Linked DNA regions of Arabidopsis thaliana: region 2 is linked to region 1. Evidence: chromatin contacts called from public ChIA-PET data. All regions are on one chromosome and are shown on one strand. The core of a region is the stretch at or near the end of the contact, and the rest is flanking DNA. Distances in the headings are between cores, read along the strand shown. Region 1 holds the start of RIPK (Protein kinase superfamily protein). Region 2 holds the start of AT2G06000 (Pentatricopeptide repeat (PPR) superfamily protein).

Region 1 (4,559 bases), core at 1,295-3,794:
TCCTCAAGTAGAAACCACTAGACTAACACTACTTGATTTTGAAAAAACGCATATATAATTGGTCCATTATCATAAATCATAAAAGAAAATAATATCAAAAACTTATTAATTAGCATTTTCCATTTAGGATGCGAAGGACAAAAGCTAACGGTGAATAACGCGTCTTTCGTTAGACGACGAAATGTTCATAAACAAAAGAATATCATATTGGACCGCTCTTCTTGTTCTTGCTTTTGATTTGATCAAACAAAACAAAACAAAACAAAACAAAAAGACTTACAAAAAAACAAAGTAAGCTCAATTTTTCACAAAAAAAAATATAATTATATATTCTTACATTACGAAAAGACAAACGTATGAATTATTTACATTAGATTAAAGGAAAAAAAATGAATTTTAAGAGTTGGTGTGACTAGAAAAACTTAGTACCGTTCCCCACCTGCCTCACTTCTCAACGGCGAATTCACTCCATTTCTCAACGTTCTCCGGTGATTTTCCGTTGAATTCCTCGGCGACTTGGCCGTGGGAGATGGAGACTTGGTTGTCGGAGATGGAGACGACCGGGGATGATTACTTTGTTGTTGTTGATGATGATGATGATGACTACTCTTACGTGGCTTATTACCAACACGACCATCATCTTCTTTATTGTCCGGAGTGTTTGGCACCGTGTAAGTGAAAGTCCCCATAGGAATATCATTATAGTCTTTAAGATCATTGAGTATAGAGACGACGGCACTCATACATGGCCGGTTCTTGGGTCGATGGCTTAAGCATTGGTAAGCCAATGTTGCTGCTTTTCTTGCTCCTGTCTCTGAGTACTGACCTTCAAGTCTCGGGTCCATGATTCGAGATAGTTTACGTGGGTCATTGAGCATTGGACGAGCCCAGTCCACAAGGTTTTGTTCCCTCGATGATCTCTTTTTGTCTACTGATCTCCGTCCGGTCAAAAGCTCTAGCAACACAACTCCAAAGCTGTATACGTCACTTCTTGCTGTTAAATGACCGGTCATGATGTATTCAGGAGCTGCGTAGCCTTGTGTGCCCATCACTCGAGTTGACACATGAGTGTCGTCTCCTTCTGGTCCGTCTTTGGCTAACCCGAAGTCAGAGAGTTTCGCCGTGTAATCCTGAAAACAAGATTTGGTATAGGAGCTTCTTTAGAACTTTAGGAATTATAAATTGGAAAATAAGGGCTGATTGGTAACGACTGTTAATTTCGGTTGTAAACGCTTTTGCTGTAAGAAATTTGACTGTAAAAACTTTGACTGTAGAGACTTTAAGAGTAAAAATCGGGTTGGATTTTTTGTTACTTACGGAATCTAACAAGATATTGGAGGCTTTGAAATCCCGATAGATAACAGGATTTTCAGCTTCGTGTAGAAATTGAAGTCCTGTTGCAGCTCCATGAGCGATCTTCATTCTTGTTGACCATGGAAGCGAGGCAGAGTATCCTGAAAGATTAATCCAAAGTCGCTTAGAAACACTTGTCATAAGATTAGTTCCAAAAATATATTTATCTGAATAAGAAAACATAGAGAAAGAGAATGAGCCTTACTTCTGAAAAGTTGATTCTCTAAGCTTCCACGAGGCATGAACTCATAAACAAGAGTTCTATGTTCTTCCTCACAACAATAACCAATCAATTTCACCAAATTTTTGTGCTTCAATTGTCCCAAAAACATAACTTCCGTCTGAAAAGAAGATTAAATCCAATATAAGAAAAAAGACCAATTAAAAAAAAAGGAATATTTTTAGAAAAGATACTAACCAGCCATTCACGGTGACCTTGAAGACCTTCAAGATCAAGCAATTTAACAGCAACAGGCTGAGCTTTAAGACCAGGACGTAGCTTATCATCAATGAAACCCTTATGAACAGGACCAAACCCACCTTCACCTAGAAAATTGGTCGATGAAAAGCTTTGTGTAATGACTTTAAGCTCCGCTAGGGTAAACACATGAAGATCTGATCCGGCCAAAGAAATCGATAGATCTTCTGACAAAGTGTTGGAACTTGGATTGCTCATATCAAGTATCGATAGTCTTTGAAAAGAGCTCTGTTTCTTGATGACGTCATTTTTTCTTTTAGGTTTCTTTGAAGATGCCATTAGGGTTTCTGGATCTCCTAAACATCCAACGATTAGTGATCTCCATGAAACTTTCTTCTTCACCGCCATTGTTGTTGATTTTGTGTTTCTTTTCTTCTTCTTGTTTGGTTTGCAATGAGAGATGGAATGGTTTTTAAAGAAAATGAGAAGAAGACTTTATAATATAAAGTTTTATGTTATAAATATAATAACTCGGTTTTTAATGGTCACGAGGAGAGATAGAAGAAGAAGAAGACTTTATAGATTACTAATTTCAATTCAAATTCACCTACTACTACTACTATTGCTACTCCTTTAACACAAAGAAAAACTCATTCTATTGGGGTGGCTTTATATTGACATTGAAATAAATCACCCTAATTTTATAACACATGCTTATTTTATTCTTTGTTGATAGTAGTTTCTAAGAAAATTATTAACGAGTTGATTTTTTAGTCAGTGGTGGGGTGCTTCCAAAATTGTAGACGATGACAGCTTTTGCCCTCTTTCTCTAACGTGTTATCTTTTTACGTCAATGGACCATAAACATGTGATTCTGATGCAATGACGCCAAAAAGAAGTTTCTGATAAAATAATAATTTTGTTTAGTATTTTCTTCGAATTTGAGAGTTTGAGTATGAATTTAAAAGAAACAATAATAAAGCTATTTTGTATGTGTGCTTCTATTTTGTTTTCATCATTTTTAGTAGTTACAAGCTGGATAGGGTGGTGGTTTGTACCAGTCAAAATTGACTACTAGTTTTGGTAATAATCACACGATTTCAGTAAAAAAATAATAACATATTTTCATTTACGAAATTAAATATACAGCTTAAATTCTGTTAACTATTTGATGGAATCAAATTAAATAACCATCACATATTAATTCCCATGGAATATCCTTTAAGTTTTAAGCTTTACTAGGTGAGTGTCCGCGCTACCCGCCGGATTTTGTTATTTTTTTTTTTTTTTTAATATATTTAAAAATTATTATTCTTTTCTACAAATATTATTTTATAGGAGAGTTTGTATTATGAAGGATGAAAACTATATATTTCTTATTAAGCACTGTATATTGTTTGTTAATTTTTACTCATAGGTAAAAGTTTTGAGTGTGTTGATGAAACCGCATAATCCCGTGCTTTCATATATATGATTTAAAAGATGTATTCGTTAAATATACAGCATACATAAAACCTCTATAAATTAATACTCGATAAACTAATAATTGTATAAATTTTTTAATATATTATAAATGAAAATTTTGGTGAAATACGACTCTGCTATATATTTTTAGTTTACATTATTTCTAAAGTTCATTTTTAATATTTTTACTATATTCAAAATCTTTTTTGTTGTTTTCTATACATAATATTTTTTTATTAGTTGTAATTAGTTCTAAAAAAATAATAATTATACATAAGTATTTTTTTAAAACATAAAGTATTTAAAATTACAAAATTAGCCTAAAATATCTATAATTAATTTATTGATAAATTAATACATCGATAAATTAATAAAATTTCACGGTTCCAATATTATTAGTTTATCGAGGGTTTACTGTATCTCGATTCTAAAAAGGATAGATGGATAGTAATTGAAAATTATTGTTTCCTATCAAACTGTTATTAAAATTACATATTGTCTATGAAATTCTTCTTGTTTTAAACTATTTCCAATTTTACCAAAGGAACAATGGTCTAGTGATAGTATCTTTTGGATTACATATACTATCTACGAAATTATTCACTTATTCTTTAAATTGGAGTACCTAAAATCAAACTTTGGATACTAAGAAATATTATGAACTAAAGTTCTGGAAACCCCATGAATTATAAGATTTGTTTTTCCCATTATATTTTACTTTTTGTCTTCTAACTATTTTTTTTTTTTTTTAATAAAGAAATAGTTCAAACCTATGAATGCAGAGACTATCTTTTGTTGTAGTCCTCCTCACTTTTTCGAACTATGCAATGACTATCTTCCAAATAGAGACTTTGGGAGATTATCAGGAGTTTTGTGAACTTTTTTGGTTTAAGGTTTGCAATCTTTAGTTTATGGGGATGAACTACTAACAAGCTAAACATATATAACAATAGATCAACAACTAAAATTCTAATGTCATCATGCCTATCTACAAATAATTTGATAAACGATAATATTATTTAGAAAGAGTCAACTTAAAATATTACGATTCTAGAAGATTAACACTCCTCTCTTTCCCTTCTTCTCCAAGCAACAACATAGTCAACAAAATAGTTTGGTCAAAACTAAGAAAACAAATGAAAAATCATAGAAATTTACATTTCAACAAACACCTCAAAAAACAAAGATGAGAAAGAGAGTTTGGTAGAAATGCAATATATATATTATTATAGATAGATAGACAAATTTGTCGATCTTCTAGAAACACATCGTTTTTAGATATCAATAATTAGAAGAGAAAATAATATAATGAGAACAAAGGTGA
Region 2 (3,987 bases), core at 1,484-3,983, 40 kb after region 1:
TATATTATTCGTATATAAATAATAATTCTTATAAAAAATATGTATAATTTTTCAATGAATATATCCATTCGCGGTGTACCGCGGCTTAATATCTTATACGTTAACATTTTGGGGTTAAAACTAAACTTCAAAGTTATTTTTGGTGGGAGAAGAATTTGAAAGTGATTGGCAAATTGAGGATTTTAGCGACATTTTTTTCCTCCATCTTAAAGGATTTTGATCGAAAGGTTGATGTCGACTAGTATTCAACATGGAAATGAATTGCCACCATAAGAAGAAACACTATATGTCCAGCCTTGCCAAAAGCTCAAACAGAAGACTCACAGACGGATTTACAAGACTCATGAAACCAATCTGGTTCCCTCAAAAAAACACTCGGATTAACCAGTTCTTCTTATCCTTAGGCAATGAACTTAAGACCTATAATCTATTTCTACATATTTTTTTCTAAGCTTTTAAGCAACTGAATATCCCTGTTCTTGCAGATGAGCTATTTTGGTTTCATTCTCTCAGCAGAGTTTACACTGAATTGTGATCTCTGGAAGTAGAATAGCCTGAACAAGAGAGTCAAAATTGACACAACAAGCATCAGAAGCCTGCGAACTAGCTAACTAAGAGTGATATAAACATATTCTATCATTTCACAAACTTATATTTATGCAATTACATCTTTATTTCAATCTTCAAAAGAGAATTAGGATCTAATGAATCTACCAGAGCAATTGAAAGTGTAATGTGAACAGTTGCTTACTGTGAGTTTTTGACTGTTTTTGTCTGCTCTGCTTCCAGCTACGCCTAGCAATGTGTAGAGAATGTACGGTGGTTGAAAGGCCGATGCACAGATATATTATATAGAAAGCCTAGCAGGCAGCCAGAGTCGCATTTGCGGTTTTCGTCTCTAGAGGTACCACGTTATTACTTTGGCCTTTACGTGCTATCTGGTTTAAGTGATAGGCCTCCTTAGCCATACCAGCCTTAAGAAGACAAGATAACAAAGAACTCACAGTAATCTTATCCGGTGAACAACCTATCGCAACCATTTTGTGGAAAATGCTAACTGCTTCAAACATCCTTCCTTTCATGCAATGCCCGATTATAAGAATCGTAAATGTGATCTTATCTGGTTTGCATTTCTTCTTCTCCATCTCTTCCACAATAACATTTGCCTCATTGACCTTTCCAGCTTTACAAAACCCATCAATGACAGGGTTGTACATAAATGGTTGTGGAATAATGTCCTTACTAGCTAACTGCCCCAGAAGTTCACGAGCCTTGAGCAGCCTATTCTCGTTACAGAGCGCATTGATAAGAATAGAATAGGTAAATGCATTAGGAAACATTCCTCTGGCATTCATTTCTTCCCAAAGCCTAAAACCTTGGCTCACTTGTCCTACTCTACAATATCCATCAATTAAGGAAGTAAACGTCACTACATCCGGGAAACAGCCAAAAGAAATCATTTTCCCACGAATTTCTTCAGCAGTAAGCATCTCACCAGCTTTCGCATAACCATCAACGAGGACATTAAAAGTCACATTAGTTGGATATATCCCCAAACGAAGCATATCATCTAACAAACTCGACGCTTCACGCATCTTCCCAGCTTTGCAGTACCCTGAGATCATCGAAGTATATGTAACAACATCAGGAGAGCAAACACTACCCGACTTAACATCTTTAAACATCTCACTCGCTTTGTTCAACTCATTACTCTTGCAAAACCCCTGAATAAGAGTATTATACGTAACAATGTCAGGCTCACAACCAAAACCACTCATCACACCCAAAAGCTCTAACGCTTTCTCCGCTTTCCCTACGCCGCACAAACCTCGAATCAAAATGTTAAACGTCTTTGTATCATTACAAGACTGAAATCTCAAATGTTCATCAAAAAGCTTCATCGCATCTTCCACACGATCCAACTTCACCAAAGTATTCAACAAACTATTCACCACCATACAACATCCTTCAACCTCAAAAGACTGAAGAAGCAACGCAGTAGCGAAATGGAGCTTACCTTTCTCAGCAAACGAAGACACTAAGAACCCTAATAACCGATTATTCGGAGAAACCCCATCGCTCTTCATACACTCAAACATCTGACCGGCTAAATCGTGCAAACCGGCTTTACAAAGAGATCTCGTTAGCAAATTATAAGTCCAAAACGAATGACGAATGTTCAATTTGAATCTACTAAACTCCCAAAATCGAAACCCTATGTGAGGATTGTTATCCAATTTCTTCACAACCTCAAAGGAGATAAACGGATTTAGATTCTTGCTTAAGTAACAGAAACAGAGATCTGAATCTGGAACTCTGTACACGAACAAAGTAGATACGATTTTGACTAACCAAGCTTCAGGACAATGGATTACTTCTCGTGTGTTGTTCTGTAGAGGACGAGCTTGAGCTCCTCCATGAGAATGCGTGTGGAAATGAGCGATGGCGGTCGCGAATGTTGTTCGAATCATACCGGCGTGAGAATATCGGCGGCGGAGATTGAGCTTAAGCTAGGGCTTGTTTTGGTCAATCTCATCTGTATTTTTTTTTTTCAGATGAGAGTGTGTGAAACTGAAACGTTTACCAAGGAAGGAACAATAGAACCTTCTAGAGGAGCTAGAGGCTTTTAATAGTTAAACCCGCTAAATGATTAAGAGTCTTTGTACCATTTCACGATTTCAGAGTCTATACAAGACAACTGTTTTCAGTCATATGTTTGGGCTCAAGGTCTCTGTTTTGATTCACAGAGTGAAGTAACTCTTTAAAAGCGGACTAGGTGTCCGTCAAGACGCTAGGCGCTCCTGTACCGTTTTATTTTTTAAAAAATCGGATCCATTAAGCGGTGAAGTAGATTTGGCGGACAATGCAGACATAAAACGGATTAGACGGTATTTAGGCGCGTTTAGGCGGGATAGATGAGATAAGCGAATCTAAATGTATCTTATTATTTTTGAAATTTTTTAAAATATAATTAAAATTGTGTTTAAAAACAACTATACTTTTTATTATTTTATTTTATTTTACTAAAATGTTAAACTTAAATTGTTTTTCAAAAAAATTGATAATTTTCACATTTTTCTAATATTTTTTGCTATAGATTATGTAATAGTATCTTATTATATAAAATACGGTTTTGAAAATTATAGTAACTCACGAGATCATGACACATGTCAATTTTAACAACCTTAGATTTTGGCGCATGGAAAACAAAATTTTCATTGAAAAAATTTGAAAATAGAAAAAGATAATTGTAAGAAATTATGTTTGAAGATAATTATAAAAAACAGTTTAAGGGGTTGCGTAGACAACCGTTTCGACCACCTAAAATTATGTAAGTTTTATTTCATTGTATTTTTTCCATTTATAACTATATAAATTTAAATTATAAGTCTTAACACAATATATATTTTGATATAAATTAAACAAATGTTTTTTTGCAAATTAATGTTTATGATTTGATATTTTCTTTACTTCTCTCTCTTCTCTCTCTAAAATTATTCAAAGAGAGTTTTCCTTCTTTTATCTCGCCGTCCGGTAGGTTTGCTGGTTTTAGTATCCGGATAAGGTCCGGTTGTGCCGTTAGTCTAGCCGTCCGAGGAATTCGGCTTTCGTTACGGTGTTCCATTACCGTATTTATTTTATCCGGATTTAATTTCCATTAGAATCCGACTTTGGTTCAGGTGTATATGGCTTACTTTGGTGCCGTATTTATGTTTTCTTTCAATAATCATTGTTCTTAGTACCGATATCTTTTTGGGATTTCCTTCTCCTCCCGCTTCTCAAGGTTACTTGGTTTTGAAGGGCTGAATTTTGTTTTCAAGTCTAATCTCTGTTTTTTTTTGTTTTAATCAACTAGTAGAGTCTGTTTCAACCCAAATCGGTGTTCTCAATCCTTTGATTTGAAATCTCAATTAGGCATATCTGGAAAGAATTTTATATCAATAGAGATTTTGATTTCTCTTTGTAAAGATCGTTGTTGTTCTTGAA

What was found. ChIA-PET counts read pairs in DNA pulled down with a chosen protein or histone mark.
Region 2: an H3K4me3 ChIA-PET map of shoot shows a contact between it and region 1, with 12 read pairs. The contact joins the promoter of AT2G06000 here to the promoter of RIPK in region 1. A contact is called at or near these places in 2 of 26 Hi-C or Micro-C datasets (root and shoot) and 1 of 2 datasets of contacts at active chromatin or transcription factors (shoot).

What each region holds. Positions count from the first base shown.
Region 1 is chr2:2,287,092-2,291,650 of TAIR10.1, forward strand. RIPK (Protein kinase superfamily protein) reads right to left here and starts at 2,545. Exons shown (of 4, transcript NM_126607.3): 1 at 1,772-2,545; 2 at 1,559-1,694; 3 at 1,318-1,454; 4 at 147-1,130. The coding sequence starts at 2,179. The coding sequence ends at 423.
Region 2 is chr2:2,327,140-2,331,126 of TAIR10.1, forward strand. It overlaps AT2G06000 (Pentatricopeptide repeat (PPR) superfamily protein), which reads right to left and starts at 2,734. Exons shown (of 2, transcript NM_201700.3): 1 at 752-2,734; 2 at 114-554. The coding sequence starts at 2,471. The coding sequence ends at 861. It also overlaps AT2G06002.